Linked DNA regions of Anser cygnoides: region 2 is linked to region 1. Evidence: chromatin contacts called from public Hi-C data. All regions are on one chromosome and are shown on one strand. Each heading gives the region's core, a stretch centred on a gene start, on an enhancer-like site or on the middle of the called end of the contact. The rest is flanking DNA. Distances are from core to core; before and after follow the strand shown. Region 1 overlaps MSRB3 (methionine sulfoxide reductase B3). Region 2 has its middle 76 kb from the start of HMGA2.

Region 1 (4,935 bases), core at 132-2,631:
TAAAAGCAACTAACGCTCTTTGAACACACTAGACTAAGGTCTTTTCTTGACTTTTCATCGTTGAGGCCAGATCTGGCAAACACTACACGCACAGATAATTTCACTGACATGAGCAGTTTGAGAGTTCAGAGGGACAAACGCATAGGAATAAGTCATGTATGTAGCTGTTTGCAAGATCTGCTCCTAAAAGTAATCCTTTATGTTAACAAGATTACTACTAAAAGTCCAGTTCTGAGAGTCAGTAATTTTCTGTTCACAAGCTATTCATTTCAATTTTATGGAAAGACATTATACTGAAACTTGGAATTAACAACAGTTTAATAAAACAAATTATGAGAAACTATACCATAGATATTTATTTAATAAAGACTTACACCATATGCCCAGCACCATCTTCATACAGATGTGTTGTATCTTAATCTAATCCTAGAAAAGCATGGTTTCCTACTAGCAATTAAACACTTCACAACAATTTAATATTATCTAGGACTTTATTATTTCATACAGGTCCTGGAAAAAAATACCAAGTCTACTCATGTAATGTTTTCATTATTACTTTTGCTTAATTTTACAAATACCATAATTTTCTTCAATCTACGGGAGAAGCAAAGCCAAATTATCTCATGCAAAAATGTGATGTAAGCAGCACAACATTCAAAGTGTTAAAGAAATAAAGGAGATTTTTTAAGAAATGAGAATCCATAATAATTAAAAGACACAGCAAAGCAAAATAAGGTATCTCTTTACTTTATATCTTGGTGGTCTGCTACAGAAAACATATGTACATGGAATCTGCATAATCATTATTTTATCAGTTACTTGCTGGTATGCGCTGAAGCAGCTGAAGTAGCTTTTACAATAAAAATTTTGTATTTGTTGTTGTGTTTAAAAAAAAAAAAAGGGGGGGATTTAATTTCTGTGAACTAAATCCTGGCAGGTGCTGAATGCATCCTACATTTCCAAAGAAATTTAAAGCATTCAGCTCTAATACAGATCGCTCAAGAAGTGACACTTCTAAATCACACAAAGAATAACAGAGCTGCAATCATTGCTGGAAATGAGATCGCAAAGCAAGGTGAACAGAGTTTGTGTACGAGCACAGCTTTACATGATTTTCCCCAATGCTCATTCTTTTCCTAAAATACTCCTAAATGTTCATGAGGTCTCAGGGCGTACTTTAGGTATGAATGACTCCTGAATGGGAAGCTTTTCATATAGTTCAGGGTGTGCAAAACCACATATGCTTGGTGCCATCTGCTGGGCCTGCAGGGCTATGGCCAGCCTTTGCAATGCCTGCGATGAAAAAAGCGCTGCGCTTAGGGCAAAGCATGCGCTGGCTGCGCACATATTGAAACGTTTAGTCCTAACTTCAGAAAAGAAATATTTTTAAAATACAATTTGGAAGAATGCGTCCACACCGCAGGTGCTAATATACAAATGGAGAAAGAGCAAGTATGAACACTTCTCTGTCCCAACTGTTAATTCGGTTTACGAGTAGTCCAGCATAACTCACACGTGCTGGCAAAAGTGTCTCAAGGAAGAGAAAGGTCACCCCTATTCTAAGATACTTCTTAACATCATGTCATTCATTTAACTTGCTTCTGATCTACCAATATGACTGTTTGTTAAATATAAAGTAAACATCACATGGCACCATTTTGCTCCCTGCAGGATGGTCAGAGGTACCATTACAAGCACAGAAACTGAAAGGACACTTTCTCATCGAAGTCCTTGTCCTGTAAATATTTAACTGCATGGAATGTGAAAGTGTGCTAGGATGCCCAGTGCACAGCTAGGCAGTGTTTGTCTCAGCCAGAGCCTTCGCCTCGATATCTAAGCTCAAGGATGAAACCCCTGCCAGCACCTTGCTCCCTTACACTAAAGGGACAGGGGTTCCAGAGGATGAGCAAGTCTCCTTTCATATCAAATTTTTCCACAGAGGCAGAAGCAGACAAAACTGCACCATTTCAGACTCGGAGGATACGTGGCCTGAAATGATACGGTTGCAGAGCTGCAGTTCACACAGAAATGGATGGCGGGAAAAGCATTAATCCAGTGTAATGGTAGAAAAAAAGTCATGAGAACTTGGGGCGTTTTCTGTATACTCAAAAGTTGAAGTCACAGTGGATTGTGGCATTTAAACAGATGTTGTCTCTCGATCTCATTCCCATGTTTAATCTGATACATGCTATACCATTTACTTGTAACGCCCTCAGTACACCACACACAAAAAACAAACCAAAGGCAAAGCAAGCCTACATTAATTTATAAGCAGCTGGGGAATTTAGATTACTCTTAAAATATGTGAGATATGTGATTGTATATTATTCCACTGTTAGCAGATGAATTTTGGTTTAGAAAATACATATATACATATATATATATATATATATATATAAAAGTAGTTAGCCAGTGGAACTCTATCTATTAATGTTTGCACAGTTATGGATCTAATGGACAGGAATAAGCAGCAGCGCTACTAGCTTTTTATTCCAAAATGTGACCCCTGGATTATGCCGGAAAAATTATTTGACAAAGTAAAACAGGTACACAATAGAAAAACCTCCTACAGGCTCCGTTCCTAGCTGACCAGCTTTGAGATCCCCTTTTCAGAGCAGGGACAAAATGGCCAGCAGACCGGCTGCCTCCTTTTTAGGGTAGACACCGGCGATGTGAGCGCACATCAAAAGGTGCATAACAAGGGCTAAGGAAATTTGCTTATCCTATATTTTTAGGATTTTAAATCTGGCTCAGCAGCAAATAGAACAGGAAACAAAGGTCAGGCTGACACAATGTGGGCTATTCTCTCTCTTCCTCAATATGTGTTTGCAGCTCCTATCTAGGTTAATGGGAGTTTTGTGCACATGTGGGGGAAAACAGAACACAAATGCTGCAAAAATTGGACTCAGATTTAGTTCAAATAAAGTGTAATCAGCTTTAGAAAATCCATCAGCTTGAAAACTGATGTCTTATCACTGAAAAAATCTTTAGAACATCACCTCCATATGCTTGTTAAGTACAGCTCTGGAAAAAAGTGCTTAGAACATTTTGCACCCTTATGAAACAGTTGTGAGTGCAGTACACACACCCAAGCTGGTTCTTATTTGATGTTTCAAATACTGATCAGCCAGAATTGTATCTTTTTTTATTCGGGTGTCAAGAAAATTCCTAGTAACATCCAAAATTCACTCACCGTAGCTTTTATTTTCTCTCACATACCCACGTACACTGACATTACTAGGCAGATATTACAGATACTGTTTTTGTCTAAGTGAAATACAAAATACTTAGGTTTAAGGTATTAATCGTATAACCAATTTACAGAGACGGGGTCTTATGGCAGCCTTCACAGACCTAACAGCAGACTTTGGACATTACACGAGAAGTGCAGCTGCATCTGGGCATTAGGTTGCGTGTTACCATTTAGTTATTTACTTATTTGGAGAAGTGTCATGTAACTAAAGAATATGCTGTCAGAGGAAAGAAAGAATTACATTTTAAATTCTGTGCACTTGTACATAATTTTCAGTGCATACATATTTAATTCATACTAATAACTTAAAAAGGGACATGTTGAGTGCAACTATAGCACAAAGATTTTGCAAAAATTCTTAAGTCTTAAGATTTAACAGCAATCCATATGCTAAATTCTGTTAAGTATCTTTTTTAAAAATTTATAAATGGCATTAAAGAGAATTGATCTTCAGTTAATTCCACTGCTTTTGCCAAGAATGAGGCAAATAAAAAAAAAAAAGAAAGAGAATTCATTGGACAAGGAAGACGGACAGCATTGCCAAGCGTTCTAATATCTAGGATATGGAAACCCTCATCCAAGCCAATGACTTTTACCAAAACAAAACAAAACAAACAAACAAAAAGGTAAACAAACTTCTGATTCCAAGGCAAATTTAAACACAGCAGAGCAACCCATAGCACACTGTTTCCTGCAGCAGAGACACCGGTTCCTAAAAGGGCCTTCATTACGCATGACACAACAAGCAGCACCCATTCAACCTGAGGGAAGCCCACAGGCTCGCAGGGCCACTGGCTGGCTCTTTGTCACCAAATGCAGCAGGTTGAATGCAGACATCACTGTGATATCCTCACCAACAAAACCAGAGGCAAAGAACAGGGGCAAGAGCTGAGTAGGGAAGAAAAAAAAAAGAAGAAAAAAAAAAGAAAAATGAGAACAAATTAAAACATTAAAGATGTTTAGATACATCCACAGAAAAAAAATAAAACAAACAATGCTTACAGTTTTATCCGAGAGCATCACATAGGAGTACCATTCTAAATGCACCTTTCTTAGCGGGTTTCTTCTGATCCCCCCTTTAAGGTTTGGATACGCATTACACGGTGTTCTGTGGCGCAGATTTCTGTGCCACCCAGTGAGGGAGGGGACATTTTTGTGGGGGGCATTCACAACAGACGCTCAGGATACCTACCACAGAGCAACTCAGGGCAGCAACCTATATGGTCAGAAGTGAGGAGGCACTGAGGGATGCCGCTCAAGGCCCAAGCTAGGTGGCAGGAGTCCTGCTTTCACCACTCAGTAATGCGGGACAGAGCAAAGGGGCAGGCTTTTCTATTTATTTTTGAAAATAAAATCAAACTCCACATTTGTGAATGGTGAGTGCTAGGAACCAGTCCTTGCTAAAAATTGTTCTTTTGATGACTTGTCTGAGGAACGTGACATCGCACTGTAATAAACTTCCCAGATATCTTAAACCCCCAACTTCTTGTTTTAAAGGCAGGAAATAATTCGCATTGTAAACTGTCCATGAGATATATTTAAACAATCTTCCGGCCAGTTTAAATATAGAAAACGGAGAGATGGCAGTCGCAAGATTTTATTTGAGAAGGACTTAATGCACGAACACTAATTGTTTCATTTACCCCACGATGGGAAAGAGGAAACGCAGCTGCCTCACAGCG
Region 2 (4,925 bases), core at 943-3,442, 140 kb before region 1:
GAAAAAGAAAGAAAAAGAAAAAGAAAAAGAAAAAGAAAAAGAAAAAGAAAAAGAAAAAGAAAAAGAAAAAGAAAAAGAAAAAGAAAAAGAAAAAGAAAAAGAAAAAGAAAAAGAAAAAGAAAAAGAAAAAGAAAAAGAAAAAGAAAAAGAAAAAGAAAAAGAAAAAGAAAAAGAAAAAGAAAAAGAAAAAGAAAAAGAAAAAGAAAAAGAAAAAGAAAAAGAAAAAGAAAAAGAAAAAGAAAAAGAAAAAGAAAAAGAAAAAGAAAAAGAAAAAAGAAAAAGAAAAAGAAAAAGAGAAACGGAAAAAAAGAAAAAGATGTTGGGAAATAAGGAAAGAAATAAGTAGAGAAAGAAATAAAAAAAATAAGGAAAGAAAGAAATAAGGAAAGAAAGAAGGAAGGAAGGAAGGAAGGAAGGAAGGAAAAAGGAAAGAAAGAAAGAAAGAAAGAAAGAAAGAAAGAAAGAAAGAAAGAAAGAAAGAAAGAAAGAAAGAAAGAAAGAAAGAAAGAAGGAAAGAAAGAAAGAAAAAGAAAGAAAGAAAGAAAGAAAGAAAGAAAGAAAGAAAGAAAGAAAGAAAGAAAGAAAGAAAGAAAGAAGGAAAGAAAAAGAAAGAAAAAAGAAAGAAAAAGAAAGAAAGAAAGAAAGAAAGAAAGAATGAAAGAAAGAAAGAAAGAAAGAAAGAAAGAAAGAAAGAAAGAAAGAAAGAAAGAAAGAAAAAGAAAAAGAGAAAACAGCTGGGCGTTGAACCACCTGACTATGAAGAAATGCCAAAAGCAAACTGCCCATCCATCCATATCTTTGCCCTACTACAGCAAAAGCTTCTATTGCAAGGCTACATGTTTTTCCACCCTCATCCACAACACACTTGCTTTGCAATTCCATATGATAGTTGGGGATGAACAGGACTGAAATTATTATGGTGCATCCCTCTTTTTCCTAGGGAAGTGGATGTGAGACAGACAGAGAAAAGAACTTTGTGAGGAAAAATGATGAGTGAAGGACAAGTTTGTTCCTCAGTACCCATTTTCAAGGATAAAATTTTGTTCACACTTTCAAAGAAGGGTCCTGTTTAAAGGAGAGAGGCTAGGGATGCTCAGCACCTTTGATGGTGGGGCCACAGAGGCACCCCTGAAATTACCCTTGCCATTTTGGTCTAACGGATACACATCATACAGGGAAGCACCTGGTGTTTCCCTGGTTCCCAGGCCCACCATGGCCCAGAGACATTCTTTCCATTTGTAGTAGAAACACACATGTCACACACCTTCTGCACTGCCATAAAAGCAGCTCCATGCGCCAGGGTACACAGGCTTTTTGGTAAAGAACAAGGCAAGAAATTTCATGTGTTAAGTTATACACCAGAGGGAGTCCCTTGAATGTAGTACAAACATCCTGATATTACCAAAGAAAAGTCAATTTAAAAATGACGGGATTCAAGCACTGTGGTCCATAGTTCACACTGTAGCTCCTCCTGTCTGCAAAAATTCATGACCATCCAGTAGCATTAACACTGCACTTTTCATAGGCAGCCAAGCTCCAGGTCTGTTGAAAGTGAAGTTGCTCCTTACTTTTTTTTTCTTTTTCTTTTTTTTTTTTTTTTTTTTCTTTCCAGGATGGATCCTTAGCTATTTCTCATTGAGAAAACCATGTGAAACTGATTTGTTTTAGGTGATATTAGATACTAGGCTTCAACTAGGTTGGTATGAAACAAACTCAGTTCTCACATTTGGAACTGCTTTAAGACAATATCCAAGGTTTCCCAGCTATTTGGCTCTATATGGTGTTTACAATGATGGAGAGCACTCCTCTCTCTGTTCACCCCTCACATGAACACGGAGTTTTGACATCAACCTGTTTGCTGAAAGGAGTCTGTTTAATAATTCACTTATTGTTTTCATTCATTACAATTCCTTTCCCCCTGCCCCTCTGGAAATGTTATAAATTTCATTACAGAAGACAAGCCATTCTGGTTCTTCCCCTCTACCTTTTCACCTGTACACTGCAGTCAGTAATGTTTAGCTTCTCCCTACAGAAATGATATTCAGAAACCTACCAAATACTTGCATAATGACTTCAGGAGTTTACGTCAAGTCTAGGCTTTGAATCACTGTGGAGGTGCAGTGGGTCAAATGCAGTTCCTAGCATTTTGGCAGGTATCTTTTTCCTATTTTTTTAAGGCAACTGAATGGACCTTGTTTTGTCTTCTGCATTTCATTGGGCTATTTATAGAATAAGTCACCATGCAGCTGATTTTTTTTTTCTTTTTCAGTAACATAATGCAAAAAGGTAGTGCCCTCATTGAAGGCAACTCTGTTAATTAGAGGAAAGGCTCGTATTGTGTGAACTTTTGATAACTGACTGTGGGCTGAGCCGCTGCTGCTCTTTGTCTGAGAAATTCAGAGTCCATTAGGCTGATAGCCACTGTTCTTCTGAGGAAACTACAGCCCTTGTGGCCCTTCCTGTTTCCTTTCAACATTCTTAATGTGATAGTGGAAGAGGATATCCTAAGGTCAGACATTAAAATGTAAAGTTGTGAGGTGATGATTAAATGTGAACACAGTGAAAACTTCACTCTTCATTATTTTAATATAGTCCAGCCTGTGCTGATATAATCATTTCCAGCAGATATTTAAGGTAGTTATAGAAATGATGAAAAGAAAGGCCTTTCATTTATTATCTTAATTATATTTTGTGTGTTATTTTAATTTTTTTTTCTTTTCCCAGGGACCAACATTAAATGTTAAACTTTAAGTCTTACAAGACCATTTTAAAAGACAGTAATATATTGTCAGCTCTGTATTGCTCTTTGATCTTTCAAAGTGTAATGCCTCACAAAGTGTTGCAGCGGTGGTCACTTCAGTTAAGATTCACAAACATTTTCCATCATAACTTGCTTGTTCCATGGACTTGTAACCTGAAAAATCCCTTTTGGGATGAAATTCTCCATTCTCAGTCACTGCCTGATGGCAATTACTTTTTAAAATTGGGGAGTGTTCTCTTCAGCTCTTTTTTTTTTTTTTTTTTACTTATGGGAATGGTGGAGAAAAATAAGCAACACTTTTCCCACGGTAAGTGGTTTTCTGAACACAGCTATAACAAAAACAGCTGAAATATTCATCCTGAAGCTGGACCATACTACATCTTTCCATGGACTGACTGTATTGGTTCTTCTTCTGAGAATTATTTTTCTGTATCAAGCTGTGTGGGTAGAAAAAGCTACAGCCTCCAAGCCAACAAGACAGACATCTTGGTGGGGGTTTGCTGTAGACCACCGAACCAGGATAAAGAGATGGATGAGGCGTTCTACAAGCAGCTGGCAGAAGTCGTGCAATCGCCAGCACTTGTTCTCATGGGGGACTTCAACTTCCCAGACATATGCTGGAAATGCAATACAGCCCTGAGGAAGCAGTCTAGAAGGTTCCTGGAGAGTGTGGAAGATAGCTTCCTGACTCAGCTGGTCAGTAAGCCTACCAGAGGGGGTGCCCTGCTGGAGCTGCTGTTCATGAACAGAGAAGGACTGGTGGGAGGTGTGCTGGTAGGGAGCTGTCTTGGGCAGGGTGACCACAAAATGGTAGAGTTCTCTCAGTGAAGTCAGGAGGGAGGTCAGTAAAACTGCTTGGATTTCCGGGGAGCAGACTTTGAAGTGTCCAGGACACTGGTAGTGAGGGTCCCTTGGGAGGCAGTCCCCAAGGGCAGAGGGGACCAGGAAGGCTGGACGCCCCTCAAGAAGGAAGTCTGAAAGGCAAATGAGCAGGCTGTACCCGTGTGCCGTAAGATGAGCTCACGTGGAAGAAGACTGGCATGGCTGAACAGAGAACTTTTGCTGAGTCTCTGAGAGAAAAAGAGAGTTTATGTCCAGTGGAAAAAGGGACAGGGAACTTGGGGAGAGTACAAGGAAGTTGCTATCATATGGAGAGAGAAAATCAGAAAGGCTAAAGCCCAGCATGAGCTCAACCTCGCCACTGTGGTAAAAGATATATATATATATATATATATTTTTACAAATTATTAAGGAGGGCCAAGGAGAACCTCCATCCTTTACTGGATGTGGTAGGGAACATGACTATTGGAGATAAGGAGAAGGGTGAGATTCTCAATGCCTTCTTTACATCTGTTTTTAATAGTCAGTTCATTTATCCTCGGGGTATTCCACCTCCTGACCTGAAAGGCTGGGACAGGAAAGAGAATAAACCCCCTGCCGTTCAGGTGGAAGCAGTTAGAGACCTGCTGCTTCGCCTGGACTGTCACAAGTCCTTGAGGCCAGATGGGATCCACCCGAGGATGCTGAGGGATCTGGCAGGCATGATTGCCAAGATGCTTTTCATCATCTGTTAGCGGTCATGGTCAATCAGAGAGGTCCCAAATGACTGGAGGCTTGCTGATGTGATGTCCATCTATAAGAAGGGTTGTAAGGAGGATCTGGGGAACTACAGGCCTGTCAGCCTGACCTCAGTGCCAGGAAAGGTAATGGAGCGGGTCATCTTGAATGCAATCACTCAATGTATATGGGACCACTGGGGAATCAGGCCCAGAGAGTGGTGGTGAATGGACTGAAATCCAGCTGGCGACTGGTCATCAGCGGTGTTCCCCAGGGGTCGGTGTTGGGGCCCATTCTCTTTAATATCTTTATTGAGGATTTGGACGAGGGATTTGAGTGCACCCTCAGTAAGTTTGCAGATGACACCAAGCTGGGGGGAACTGTTGATCTGCCGGAGGGTAGGAAGGCCCTGCAGAGGGACCTGGACAGGTTGGATCGATGGGCAGAGGCCAATGGGATAGGGTTCAACATGGCTAAGTGCCGGGCCCTGCTCTTTGGCCACAACAATGCCATGCAGCGCTACAGGCTTGGGGCAGAGTGGCTGGAAAGCTGTGCAGAGAAAAAGGATCTGGAGGTGTTGGTCCATGCTCACCTGAACATGAGCCGG

Evidence for each region. Hi-C and Micro-C count contacts between places; a contact is called where the count stands out from the background.
Region 2: a Hi-C map of liver shows a contact between it and region 1, with 3 times the contacts expected there. The contact joins two enhancer-like sites. A contact is called at or near these places in 2 of 7 Hi-C or Micro-C datasets (granulosa cells and liver).

Annotation. Positions count from the first base shown.
Region 1 is chr1:37,320,802-37,325,736 of Taihu_goose_T2T_genome, reverse strand. All of the region lies in intron 1 of MSRB3 (methionine sulfoxide reductase B3), which reads right to left. Among named protein-coding and RNA genes, the nearest start is that of MSRB3, 21 kb to the right of the region's middle. Within about 2 kb of position 1,381, at least 2 of the 3 cell types and tissues checked have open chromatin away from gene starts, as enhancers often do. A contact at or near this core is called in liver, where this site is marked.
Region 2 is chr1:37,458,043-37,462,967 of Taihu_goose_T2T_genome, reverse strand. No RefSeq gene overlaps it. Among named protein-coding and RNA genes, the nearest start is that of HMGA2, 76 kb to the left of the region's middle. Within about 2 kb of position 2,192, at least 1 of the 3 cell types and tissues checked has open chromatin away from gene starts, as enhancers often do. A contact at or near this core is called in liver, where this site is marked.